2 separate regions of the Anser cygnoides genome follow, and region 1 is linked to region 2. Evidence: chromatin contacts called from public Hi-C data. All regions are on one chromosome and are shown on one strand. The core of a region is the stretch at or near the end of the contact, and the rest is flanking DNA. Distances in the headings are between cores, read along the strand shown. Region 1 has its middle 18 kb from the start of FGF23. Region 2 holds the start of RAD51AP1 (RAD51 associated protein 1).

Evidence for each region. A called contact is a pair of places that touch in the nucleus more often than the background predicts.
Region 1: a Hi-C map of liver shows a contact between it and region 2, with 1.8 times the contacts expected there. The contact joins the enhancer-like site here to the promoter of RAD51AP1 in region 2. A contact is called at or near these places in 2 of 7 Hi-C or Micro-C datasets (granulosa cells and liver).

Annotation. Positions count from the first base shown.
Region 1 is chr1:105,503,009-105,509,690 of Taihu_goose_T2T_genome, forward strand. No RefSeq gene overlaps it. Among named protein-coding and RNA genes, the nearest start is that of FGF23, 18 kb to the right of the region's middle. Within about 2 kb of position 4,178, at least 1 of the 3 cell types and tissues checked has open chromatin away from gene starts, as enhancers often do. A contact at or near this core is called in liver, where this site is marked.
Region 2 is chr1:105,443,091-105,449,834 of Taihu_goose_T2T_genome, forward strand. It overlaps RAD51AP1 (RAD51 associated protein 1), which reads right to left and starts at 4,867. Exons shown (of 9, transcript XM_048079977.2): 1 at 4,763-4,867; 2 at 4,276-4,316; 3 at 2,641-2,782; 4 at 1,747-1,856; 5 at 1,347-1,415. The coding sequence starts at 4,830. FERRY3 (FERRY endosomal RAB5 effector complex subunit 3) reads left to right here and starts at 4,794. Exons shown (of 14, transcript XM_048079973.2): 1 at 4,794-4,919; 2 at 5,959-6,156; 3 at 6,432-6,577. The coding sequence starts at 5,979.

The DNA.
Region 1 (6,682 bases), core at 2,928-5,427, 59 kb after region 2:
GGTTTTTTTGGTGGTCCCTTTCAAAGCATATGTCATCTCAGAGTGCATTAGCACAAAGCCATGAAATGAGCTGCAAACTTTGAAAGTATTGTTATGAATTCACCACGTGGGCCTTTGTGGCTTAGATTTTGCACATGATATTCTCCCAGGGACTTGAAACCTATTTTCAAAGTTTCTTCCACTACAGGCAAAGCCCATGATAATTTAAGACCTAATCCACCTCTGTTAGAAAATAGCCTTTACTGCCACTGCATCATGCTCTTAAATAATCCATTTTTCCCTAAACAGGCAGAGATATGGACATTCATACACAGTGGAAAAGCAGAGTAATTTATGTATACCTCACTAAATATTGCAATTCCAAAATTTTATTTGCACAGTAAAATGGTGCCAAAGTTCTCGCATTATTTTTTGTCACAAAAATATACCTCATATTCTGACTCAATATGGGCTCATAATTGAGACTGTAAATTTGCAAGAAACACAAAACTTTTCCAATCAATTGTTTGTGAAATTGCTTCTATTTTTATATGTATGTGCTGCGCACAATAGTTTAATGTATTCATAAAATAAAGTTTTATACATTTTTGGAAGTGTTTTGACTCCAAATCCATCTAACATTTGTGGGTTTTGTTGTTGTTGTCATTTTTATTTTTGTTTGTTTTTTTTTTTTGTGTGTGTGTTTCTTTTTTTTCTCCCTTACTTCAGAGCTGCCATATTCAAACAGAGAAACAAAACACACAGTTTTAATTCACCTCTAGAACCAGAGAACATATTTGTACACTTAAAATTGTGTTAAAATTTTGTATTCTTCAGACTTCTTCCCTTGGAAGGCATAAGGAAATCATTCTTGTTGAGGAGAAGTTTCACAGAAGAGAAGGAAAATAAAACTCTAATCTGACTAAAGATGAGCTATCATATTCACCTGCCTAAATTCCCATGCTTTTTTTCCTGGGGAGGGTCTAGTGCTACTCTCTTGTTGTTAAAGCTCTTCAGTATATCCTTTACTTCATTAAATAAGGAAGAATCTTTTATTATTATTATTATTATTTTTTTTTATTTTATTTTATTTTTTACTTCTTGCTTGGAATTAATTTGGGAGGGCAACTTCCTGCAGCCACCTCTGAAGGTTTTTGGCCTCACTATCCCTCAAATCTGGGCACATGTTTCAGTGATTTGGTAAGTTTCAATTATTTGCTAAGATTACTCTCCCTCCCTACCCTACCATGTTGTCATTTAATCAGCTTTTCATTCAGTTAAATGAAGAGGCATACATTTCCCAGTCTGGGAACTGGCACTAAGATATTAGAGATCAATAGCTGGGAATCTGCTGCCTGCTTTTTAGTTCAAATGCACTGTTTAATCCTTAGCCAGCATGGTATAGAATCATAGAATCACAGAATGGTTTGGGTTGGAAGGGACCTTAAAGATCATCCAGTTCCAACCCCCCTGCCGTGGGCAGGGACACCTCCCACTAGACCAGGTTGCTCGAAGCCCCATCCAGCCTGGCCTTGAACACTTCCAGGGACTGGGCATCCACAACCTCTCTGGGCAACCTGTTCCAGTGCCTCGCCACTCTCTGAGTGAAGAATTTCCTCTGAACATCAAATATAAATGTTCCCTCTTTTAGTTTAAAACCACTCCCCCTTGTCCTGTCAATGCTCAATCAAAAAATTTGCTCTCCACCTTCTTTATAAGCCCCCTTTGAGTACTGAAATGCTGCAATGTGGTCATCCTGGAGCTTTCTCTTCTCCAGGCAGAAAAGCTCCAGCTCTCTCAACCTTTCTTCACAGCAGAGGTACCCCAGCCCTCTGATCATCTTTGTGGCCCTCCTCTGGACCCACTCTAACAGCTCCACATTCTTCTTGTGCTGGGGCCCCCAACCCTGGACGCAACACTCCAAGTGGGGCCTCACGAGGGCAGAGCAGAGGGGGACAATGCCCTCCCTCGACCTGCTGGCCACTCCTCTGTTGATGCAGCACAGGATGCAGTTGGCCTTCTGGGCTGCAAGCACACACTGCTGGCTCATGTTGAGCCTTTTTTGTCCACCAGAACCCCCAAGTCCTTCTCTGCAGGGCTGCTCTCAAGGAGTTCTTCACCCAGTTTGTACTCATGTTGGGATTGCCCCAACCCATGTGCAGCACCTTGCACTTGGACTTGTTGAAGGTTCACGTGGGTGCACTTCTCAAGCTTGTCCAGGTCCCTTTGGATGGCATCCCTTCCTTCTGTTGCATTGTCTGCACCACTCAGCTTGGTGTCATCTGCAGACTTGCTGAGGGTGCACTCAATCCCATCGTCCATGTCACTGTTTGTTGTGGTTTAACCCGGCTGGCAGCTAAACACCACACAGCCGTTCGCTCACCCTCCCCCCTCCCTCTCTGGGATGGGGGAGAGAAACGGGAAAGTGAAGCTCGTGAGTTGAGATAAAGACAGTTTATTAAGACAGGAATGTAATAATAACAATAATAATAATAATAGTGATAACGATAATAGTATTAATAATAATAATGTGTAAGAAAACAAGTGATGCACAATACCCGGGCCGCGGCGGTGAAAGCGCCGAATCCTAGCCACTAGACCACCAGGGAAAATTAACTCTGTCCTAACTGGAACCAGGACACTGATAAAGATATTAAAGAGCACCAGTCCCAGGGCAGACTCCTGAGGAATACTGCTTGTCACCAGACTCCACCTGGACATAGAGCCATTGACCACCACTCTCTGGGTGCAGCCTTCAAGCCCATCCTTATCCACTGAATGGTCCACCCATCAAATCCATCTCTCTCCAATTTGGAGATGAGCATGTCATGTGAGATTATGTCAAAGGCCTTACAGAAATCCAGGTAGATGACATCAGTTGGTCTTCCCTTTTATCTGATGCAGTCACTCCATCATAGAAGACCACTGAAGGTATCATAGAGTGGCCAAGTCTTCAAGGTTCTGCTTGCTGATCGACCTTCCTCAGGAGCCTGAGAACATCAGCACCAGCACTCTCACTAAACGGCATTCCTGCATTTGTATTTTGGCTGCATACACTCCCATGCAATAGATCCCTTTGCATACAAATATTCATAAATTTCTTGCATATTGTTGCTTAGTGCATGTGCTGAATTTCACCTGTGGGAGGACTACGTTTCGCAGGTGGATTAAGCAACGCTTCTGTCTGCTACTGTAGTGCCTTGTTAACAGCTCTGAATGCCAGTTGCTGTAGGCAGAAGTTGGAACAGAAAAATCTACAAAGCTGACATGAAGTAACTGAAAACAACAGGACAAACCAACCTAGTCCCAGCAAAAAGAAAATTCAAAGACCTGGTAAGGAGTTCATCTGCAGAGGCTAGGGAAAAGCTACATATGGCCAGCTCATGAGACAGCACCTCACAGCACCTCATAAATAGGCTAGTTTCAGCTCCTGTATCACAGTTTGCCTTTTGAATTGTGAAGCTGGTTAGAAACACCTAGATGAGTGCCTTGGTGCCCAGGGAGGCAAAGATGGGTCTGGTGGTCCCTTATCCTCGTGTCCTGTCATCTCAGGTGCCCAAAAATCTGCAGGGAATTTTTCTGGAAAAAAAAAAAAAAAAATAAAAGATGACTAAGCCCCAAATCCCTACGAAGAGTAGGGGAAAAAAAAAAAAAAAAAAAAGCTGCTCTACTCCACTTACATCATTTTCTTCCTTCTCCAGATCATTTGAAATGTATTTCTGTATCTGTTCCAATGGGTACACCTATGACACTGAATGTTTGTCAGGGAAGGAGAAGTTTTAACAGACAAGGACTAATGTAATTGAAACAGAAAAATTAATCAAATGGCTTATAAAGTGTTCCTCTCTGAGCTCCTTGCACTAATTCTGGCCCACTAGCCTCTTCTTCCCTCCAATTCTTTTTCTTTGACCTGTCACTGAAAATATGACTGCTTATCTGAAATGTCTCTTCGTGCAGGCAGAGCAGAGCAGAGTCTCCCAGTATGTCTCTTCGCTCTCCCTCTCCCCCAAGTCACGCTGCCTTCAGCGTCCCCTGGCCTGAAGCCACTGGCAGAGGCTCATAATCTGCCCATTTACTTGGACTTTGTCTTCTCTGATGTCCCACCCTCTATATGAGGCAGCAGGTGCTGTTTTCATTAGCTTCATGACCCTGTGTTGTCAGTAGTTCCTGACTGACAGAAGTTCACACTGTGAGCAGCGCGGGTGAGAACAGAGAGCACTGCACCTTCCTGAAGCCAGCTAAATTTGCTCAGCCATGGTAGCGATATCTAAAAGTAAACATATATAAATATATATGAAAGAGCAGGAAATATTTCCTACTCTATGAAAGCTCAGGTTTATATAGGTGTTGCCCTGGAAACATCCTGGTCATTGAATCGGAGATATTTAAACTGGAAGGAACTGCTGGAGGACTCCACTCAACCTCTAGCTCAAAGCAAGACCAACTTCAAAGCTAGGGGAGGTTTCATCAGGGAGAATCCCCTCTATCCACCACCTCCAACAGCCTCTGTGATAGCCTCATTATTCATTAGCTTCTGGATAGCACATCTACAGAGTTCAATCACAGAGAAATGTCTCAAAGGGGTCATCAGTGCTGCTCATGCTTTGCTGGAAGCCACTCTCAGGGCTGGCAGCATCTCCCTATCAGGTCTTGACACAAGCCACATCTGGCCTGTACATCAAGCAGAAAATAGCTTTCCTACTGGAACTCACTCTTACCAACACAAATTGCTGCAGAAATTGTCTGAAGGCTTCAGTCCCCTGAAGATAAAAAAATTCAGAGCTTTCTGACAACTCAGGGATGCAAGGTTGCCTCAGTTGTAGGTACACAAGATTTAGAGGAGGACACGGGTACATCAACTGCCTGGCTTCAGCACACCTCCAACTCACTTTCAGAGAAAATAGCAGCAGCAGTGCTATTGCAATATATGCGTGCCATGTAACACCTATGGAGACAGGCAGAAAGTCTGACCTCCTGAGGCTGATTACTACATTCTTTTTATTGGCGGTTATTATTATTGCCCTCTGGTGGCTATTCTGTTATTTAGCAGTGAGATGTCAGAGACCTGACATAGGTTCTGTACCATGAGCCTGGACACAGGAGAAAAGGAAGCTAGGACCTCCTGGACTGGCCTTCAGCGTATCAGCATCTGTTGCATCCATGTACAGGAAAGTCAAAATTTTAACTGGGATGCAACAGAACACAGTATTTGGGATTCAGGTATCTTACTGATGAATGACTTTTCATAACACAAGACGTGTAAATTGATCATGAAAACTACTTTTTCTCAATTTTTTCTAACATGATGATTTACCAAGGTTTTTGCAAATGTGAAGCCTGATCCTACACATCAAAAGCAATGCCAGAAGGTACAGTTTAAAAGACATAAAATGACAAGGTTGATTGTACACCCCTGCTGTCCCAGAAGATACCTGTGACAAGAAATACCGTTTAGCAGCATGGAGCACCTTCAGGAGGAAAGCACAATACATCATCCTTTTCCAAATTATATTGAAGGCAGAAATTTGAAAGCATATTGAGAAAACATTTCCTTCCATTATCTCACTGAGCACATTATTTAACATAGTGCTGTGGGGCCATAAGTGTTCATGATAGATACAGTGTCCATCTGCTACCAGAGACGCTCTTTGCATCACAAGGAGCCCCAGGGAAGATGTTGATGCTCCGAATGCCAGGGGGCAGTGTGCCACCTGCAGAAACGACAACTCGAGAAAAAAAAAAAAAAAAAAAAACAAAAAACAGGAGGGGTCACTCATACACTTAGAAACAATTATTTTGAAGTATGCTGTTAAGAAATATACCAAGCAGAGATTTATCTCGCCAGTAAAATTTATAATGTCATAGAAAAGTTAGCCACTTTCTACCAACTACTGAGCCAGACCAATTTTTTTTCTAGAATAGTGACAGGTACTGTAGTTTCACACTATAGAGTCCAGTAGAGTTTCGTACTGTAGTTTCATACTGTAGAGTTCCATAAAAATGTGTAACTAGATCTTTTGCTCAAGGAATAAAAATATACTTTCAATTTAAACTTTCTGATAAGATATTTACTTTCTTTAGAACACATGAATGGGTACATTGGAAAGATGATACCTGAAAACATTTTGATTTTCAAAAGTTTTCAGACATTTTTTTTTTTCAGATCAAGAAAGTTTATGGCAGAAAACAAAGTTTCATTTAATAGTTTCATATTTTCTCTGTTTTACAAAAAAAAAAAAAAAACAAAAACAAAAAAAAACCCACCAAATTTAAACCATAGATACGTGAGATATTTTAGTGCTTACCCTTTTTGTTTTGGTTTGGCTGTTGTTGTTGTTTTAAAAGTGAATCCGACAGGAAGTGACAGACTGTTGCAACTTGCTCAGAGAGGTTGTGGAATTTCTCTGCTTGGAGATTTTCAAAAGCTACCAGGACATGGTCCTGGGCACCCTGCTCTAGGTGACCCTGCCTGAGCAGGGGTTGGGCCAGATGAACTCCAGGGGTCCCTGCCAACCTCAGCCGTTGTGTGATTCTGTGAGTCTGTGACAGTCTGAGAGGAAAGGGCCAGGATGAACTCTCTTACCTGAGCTTACCTATGCTGCTATAATCAAGGTAGGAAGCAGGTCCAGGCTTGCCTGGTGTACTTAATCTAAGCCCAAAGTACAGCCTCTGTGAGTTTCTGCACAGGATCCCAGCACTGATC
Region 2 (6,744 bases), core at 3,617-6,116:
TTTTTCAAAGTACACTGTTAGAGTAGCAGGTTATCTGCACATGTTTTCATGTGGTTCTCATTTTATAGAATCACAGAATCATGAAATGGTTTGGGTGGAAGGGACCTTAAAGATCACCTAGTTCCAACCCCCCTGCCATGGGCAGGGACACCTTGCACTAGACCAGGTTGCTCAAAGCCCCATCTAGCCTGGCCTTGAAACCTTCCAGGCATGGGGCATCCACAGCTTCTCTGGGCAACCTGTTTCAGTGCCTCTCTACCCTCAGTGAAGAATTTCTGCATTATATCTACCTCATTAAATCTACCCTCTTTTAGCTTAAAACCACCAACTCTTGTCATATCAGTACACTCCCTGAAAAAGAGTCCCTTCACATCTTTTCTGTGGCACCCCTTAAAGTATACTGGAAGGCCACTGTAATGTCTTCCCGAAGCCTTCTCTTCTCAAAGCTGAAGAACTCCAACTCCCTCAGCCTTTCTTCACAGGAGAGGTGCTTCAGCCCTCTGATCAGCCTCATGGCCCTCCTCCAGACTTGCTCCAGCAGGTCTTCCTTGTGCTGGGGGCCCCAGAGCTGAACACAGCACTCCAGGTGGGTTCTCATGAAAGCAGAGTAGAGGGGGAGAATCACCTCATCTGACCTGCTGGCCATGCTTCTTTGGATGCAATACAGTTGGCTTTCCGGGCTGCAAGCCTACATTGCGGGCTCACGTTCAGTTTTCATCCACCAGCACCCCAGGGTCCTTCTCCTCAAGGCTGCTCTCAATCCATTCTCCACCCAGCCTGTATTTGTGCTTGGGATTGCCCCAGCCCAGATGCAGCACCTTCTGCTTATCCTTGTTGAACTTCATGAGGTCCATGCAGGCCCAACTCTTGAGCCTGTCAAAGTCCCCCTGTATGGCATCTCTTCTCTGCACCGTGCCAACCACACCACACAGCTTGGTGTCGCTGGCAAACTTGCTGAGGGTGTACTCAATGCCACTTAACTGGCAAAACTGTTCTATCTAGGAATGAAAGTTATCAGTATTTATCTGTAATCAAACTAATGAAAGTACAGATGCACAAAAACAAAATCAGAAATATGAAAAAGTTCCCAGTGGCACAGCATATGTTTTGGCCACATATACTTGATGCTTTGACATTCTGGACACATTAAGGAGCAGCGTTTTTCCAATTTTAGGACATTTTAATGAAAAAATGAATGCATCCCTCAAAGTTAAGAATATTTTAAAATAAATAAGCTTTTTTTCCACATAGGTGAAAAATAAAATCCATCAGAAATAAGAGAAAAACATACTTAAATGTAAATTTAAATGCTATTTATGAAAACACATAATATGAGAGCAACTTACCTAAAAGTTCACTGTCTACACTGCAGTTGGTAAAAACAGGTCTCCTATTTTCTGATTCAATATTCTTACCTGTTTTAGGATCCAGAAAATAAAATTTTTAAAAATATTAAACATTAATATATGAAAATGATGTTTTAAAAAGTGACGATATTAAGAAGTGAAAATAGCGTTTTTATCTGTCTCTAAACAATCTATTTGAAAAATCTTAGAGAAAGTTACTTTTCTCACAGAAAAAAACACATGAACTTAAGAAGACAGGCACAAGCTAGAAATTCTCATTTCTTCATAATGACATCTTGAAATAAAACATGACTTTCAAGCTATTTCTTTGCAAAATAAATTCAGTCGTGTCAAAATTCACTACATATAAATAGAGTGTTGCATTGAACTGTAAAATAACCTTGTTCTTCTGAATTTTGCACCTCAAGGATATTTGTTGGTTTTTCTTTGACAGATAAGGCTAAGGCAACTTCCAGATCTCTTTGATAGAGTTTGTCATCCAAGGATATTCTGAAAAAACAAACAGGCTAAGTAATAATACAATGAAATGAGTGTTACAGATCTATTTCTGACTTACTAAACTTTGAATTCCAGTGCTTGTAAAGAAATTATCATCATACTATGAATTACTTCCTGAAGAGACTTCAATAAAGTAGAAAGTAATATTTAAAGCACACTATACTTAAAAGTACGATGCTTTTGGAACACTGTGTGTATAAGACCTAATAACTGGTATTATCACAGGAAAGGCTAATAACATTTGCTTGAAATACTGCATTGAAACAGAACATTTATACAAAACTTTACCATCAAAATAATCAGATTTTTTAATTGACACTGACTCTCTATTTTCTATTAAACTTTAAATATGTTTTTTCTAAGGAGTCAAACTTGTCTTTGTAGTTATCAGTTATTCAAGTCCTTAAGTAATACAGAATTCTTACAATTATTTTGCACTGTAGAAATACCAAGACAAGATCAGACGTCTAAATCTGTTTCTGCACCTATGCAGGTAGATTGCTGTAGTTTAAAGCTGTAAAAAATGATAGACATAGTTCACTACTGACCTCAGGCAACTTTTCCTGACCCTATGTAAGGTTATTATACCCTTGTTTTGCAACTATACCATTATAGCTGAAAATCATTACCACACTAATATGTTAGGTTTTTACTCTCAGCTGTTTAAAACTCTAGGAAAAAAAAAAACAGCAACAACAAAAAACACCACAAATACTACTATTGAAATACAGCTTCTTACTTCAAACACAGTTAACCACATTTCAACACTTCTCACCTTTTACTAGGTGCCTGCTTTTGTGATGGAGTTAATTCTTTGTGTGTTATTTTTTGCTTCTCTTTTTTCTCCTTCTTTGGTTCCTTCAGCTGTGTTCTGGATTTTTTGCTTAAAGGTGCAGCTATACATGCAAAGTCTTCATCTATTTAGGAAATAATAACAAACTTTAATTAGGTTTCCTCCACTATATTCTTCCACGTGGCCAAAAACAAGTCACTCAACCCAATTTCATCATACACTGAAAATACACCAAACATAGCCTTTTTGAAATCTACTCTATTAAAAAAAATGGAAAAAAAAAAAAAACCAGGAAAAGTGTAACAGCACAGAACAGTGTAACAGCAGTTCTTAAATGTATTTTTAATGAAAATTTAACAAGACTTCTTTCAGATCTGTTTTAATGGTGATCATTTCAATTTTTATTCAAGGTCCCATTTGTTACCACAGTTTTAATAACTAAAGTTTCACCTTGTTATATACTGAACAATAATTTTTATAACATCAATCATTGTCACTAATCAGTTTTATAGTCCTGAGGTTTTGTGAATTGTTCCCATTAATGACTCCTGTTAATTAGAAATGTTCCTGCTTCCCTTTTTCTAGCTTTCTCAAGTTGTCTGTTAGCAAATACAATATATTTTCTCCAGTTTTCCAAGAAAATTAGAAGGCATGGAGACCGCCTTTCTTCCAACTGAAGACACTGCAGTTCACAGTGCAAAATAATTAAAAAAATATAATAATCTTCAGTGCTTCCTAAATGCCACAGAACATATATATGATCAATGCTGAGGAAAAAAAAAAAAAAAACACAAAACATCTGAGGGACAGATGAAAAGAGATTTAACTTTTCTTTTCTATTACAAACGGTCACTTAAAAACTAAGAAAAGTCATGCACCACATTTACCACATTTAAACTCATGAAATTAACACTCTGCATTAACCTGCAGGACTCACAAGGGACCATCAACATTATTTACTTTACCCTCTCCTTCCCATCACTTCATACTATTCAATGCATCTCACTAACAGACAAAGAGCAAGCAGGAAAACAAACAAACAACAGCAACAAAAAATTCATAATCCAAATCCATGAAAGTAAGGAAACCCAACTTCAGTAAGGAAAATATGTGACACCAATTGGGGCTTAGAGGAAAGAAGGACTGTCATGAAAATAAAGAGCCTGCAATCTATTTTTCTTATCAATGAACCTCAAAATTTGACTGCTAAGTTCTTACCCAGAACCCATCAAGGTACAGAGCTGCAAGAGGAATGTTAGATCTATGTACAGACCATCCACAACTCCTGACAATATTCTGACTTACAGTCCTGCAAACTCATCTTCAGGAGGACACGGAACAAGCAATTCTCCCTGAAAACTAAGGCAGGGAAAGAAACAATTTTCTTGCAATAACACCGTGTATTCACCAGTTCCCTAATACACTGTTATTATACTCTGGCTTACAGTCATCATATTCCTGTTGAATCAGGAGTTTTAACAGTGTGCACAGTTTACTTCCACTAAAAGCAGTAACAGCCCTGTCACTGAACTAATAGATTAAGAACACTCCACCGATGCTTTGGGTTGTGGCATTAGTGTTTGGCATTTTTGTTACGTACAGGAATACATCACTTACCATCATCACCAAATTCCGAATAATCAACAACTTTCTTGCTCCTGTGGCAAAACCACACAGAGTTAATCATTTTGGAGTGAGAATCTTTACTTGCTAATACTTGACTTTGGGTAAGTCAGGATTTTAAGGAAAAAAAACAATGCATATTCAGACGTTTTACTGTAAGGTTATTAAGAATCACAGTCGTTGAGCGATTTGAGCTCTACCTTAAAGCCATCCAGTCCCACTCCCCCTGCAGGGACACCTCCCACCAGACCAGGTTGCCCAGGGCCCCATCCAGCCTGGCCTTGAACACCTCCAGGGATGGGGCACCCACAGCTTCTCTGGGCAACCTGATCCAGAGCCTCACCACCCTTATAGGCAAGGGTCGGGGCCAGCGGGGCCCCAGCCGGGCCCCCTCAGCCGAGGGCGGGCAACGGGCGGGCAACGGGCGCCAACGGCCGCCGGCTTTCTAGGAAACGCCTCCCCCCCCCCCCCCGGCCCTCACCTCCGCACCGGCCGCGCCGTGCCCGCGGCCATGACGACACTGCCCCCGCCCCGCCCCGCGCCGCACATTCGCCACAGAGCGGCTGGTCGCGAATCTGCGCCTCCGGACGCGAAGCTCGCGCAGCCCGCTCGCCCGCGGGTGCCGGCGCGGCGCGGAGGTGAGGCCGGGCTGGGGCTGGGGCTGGGGCTGGTGGGGGGCGGCGCCGCTCGGATTCCTCCCTGCGGCCGGGCGCGGCCCGGCCTTGGCTTAGCTTTGGCTGCCCTGGGAGGTGTTTGGTTGGTGGTAAGCGGTTTGGGTTTGGTTTGAAATCATAGAATGGTTGGGGCTGGACGGGACCTTGCAGACCCCATCGGTCCCCCTGCCGTGGGCAGGGACAGCCCGGGGTGCCCCCAGCCCCATCCAGCCTGGCCTTGGGCTCCTCCAGCGATGGGGCATCCACGGCTTCTCTGGGCAACCTGTGCCAGGGCCTCACCACCCTCTGAGTGAAGAATTTATTCCTCATATCCAATCTAAACCTCCCCTCTTTTACTTTAAAGCCATTCCCCCTTGTCTTATCACTCCACCCCCTGACAGTGTCCCTCCCCAGCTCTCCTGCAGGCCCCCTTTAGGTACTGGAAGGCCGCTCTAAGGTCTCCCTGGAGCCTTCTCTGCTCCAGGCTGAACAACCCCAACTCCCTCAGCCTGTCTTCATAGCAGGGGTGCTCCAGTCCTCTGATCATCCGTGTGGCCTCCTCCGGACTCGCTCTAACAGGTCCATGTCCTTTCTTTTTCTTCCACTCTGCCACCAGTGGAAAGGAGGAAATAAATTGCTGCTGCACTATAAACTGTTTCAGTTCCTGAGATAGGCATGTCATCAGTCACAGCGTTGCAGTTAAAGGTAGCTGTTTATGTAGGTTCCTTCTGTCCTGGTTCTGCCTTTAAGTCAAGAATTTTGTAGTTACTCATGAGAGTAATTATCCTAATTCATACACTGATACACTCGATTACAGTTTGGAAACACTCGCTGTTTTGGAAAATAACATTTGGGCTTCAGCTCCTACCAATGCAGTCGTCAAAAATGAGATGAATATTTATGAAAAATGCAGGTTTTAAAGTTTTAAAAACTAGAAATTGTTAATTGTTAACAAAACATGCTTTTTGTTAGCAATTTGTTTATGATTTTACTAGAATTTAACTCATGCAAATTTTATTGCTAGTACAGGAATTCAACTCGAAGATGAAGCCTAATAAAGGAAACATCTGCATTCGGGAGAGAGACTATGTGTATGAATTCAATGCTGGAAATCAACATTTAGTGCTTACAGTGCCCCTTAAATTTCCTGTGCAAGAAAATATTAGTCATCTGCATGGACGTATAATGCTTCTGCACAATCTGCCATGTTTTATAGAAAATGGTAAGGCTTGAAATTTTAAATTTTGAATTTTTAGTGTCATATATTCATGCCCATTAATCTTTTACACCACACTTGAAGAAACCAAAAGAAAGGTACTTAGTAGAAATGTTTTAATTTTTTTTAATAGCTAAACATTTAAGAAAATGGCAGTACTAGAAGAAAAATGCCTAAGTAAAAGGTTTTCAGAAAATGTTCTTTGTATGTTTCCTAGCTGATTGCTGATACTTCCACTTTAATGGTTTTGTTGATGGGCCATTCTCTGTTTGTTATAATAGACCTGAAGCAATCTCTTAGTAAGTTCATAGAAGAGGAAACTATAAAAGATTATGATAGAGAAGCTGAAATGGCTCTGGAAGCAGTGAAATCAGGAAAAGTAGACATAAACCAGCTGGCAGATACTTGGTCTAAAGCTTATAAAGAGGTAAGGTTAAGGCTGAAAAATTAATGTTCAGAATTTGCTTTGTGTGTGTATGCATGTGTATGCAGACGTAATCACTTACGGGAAGGTACAAAATTACATTGAAATTCATTTTTACAATTCTTACGATTTTTTTTTGCTTTTATTCCAAAGTGATTATTAGGTATTCA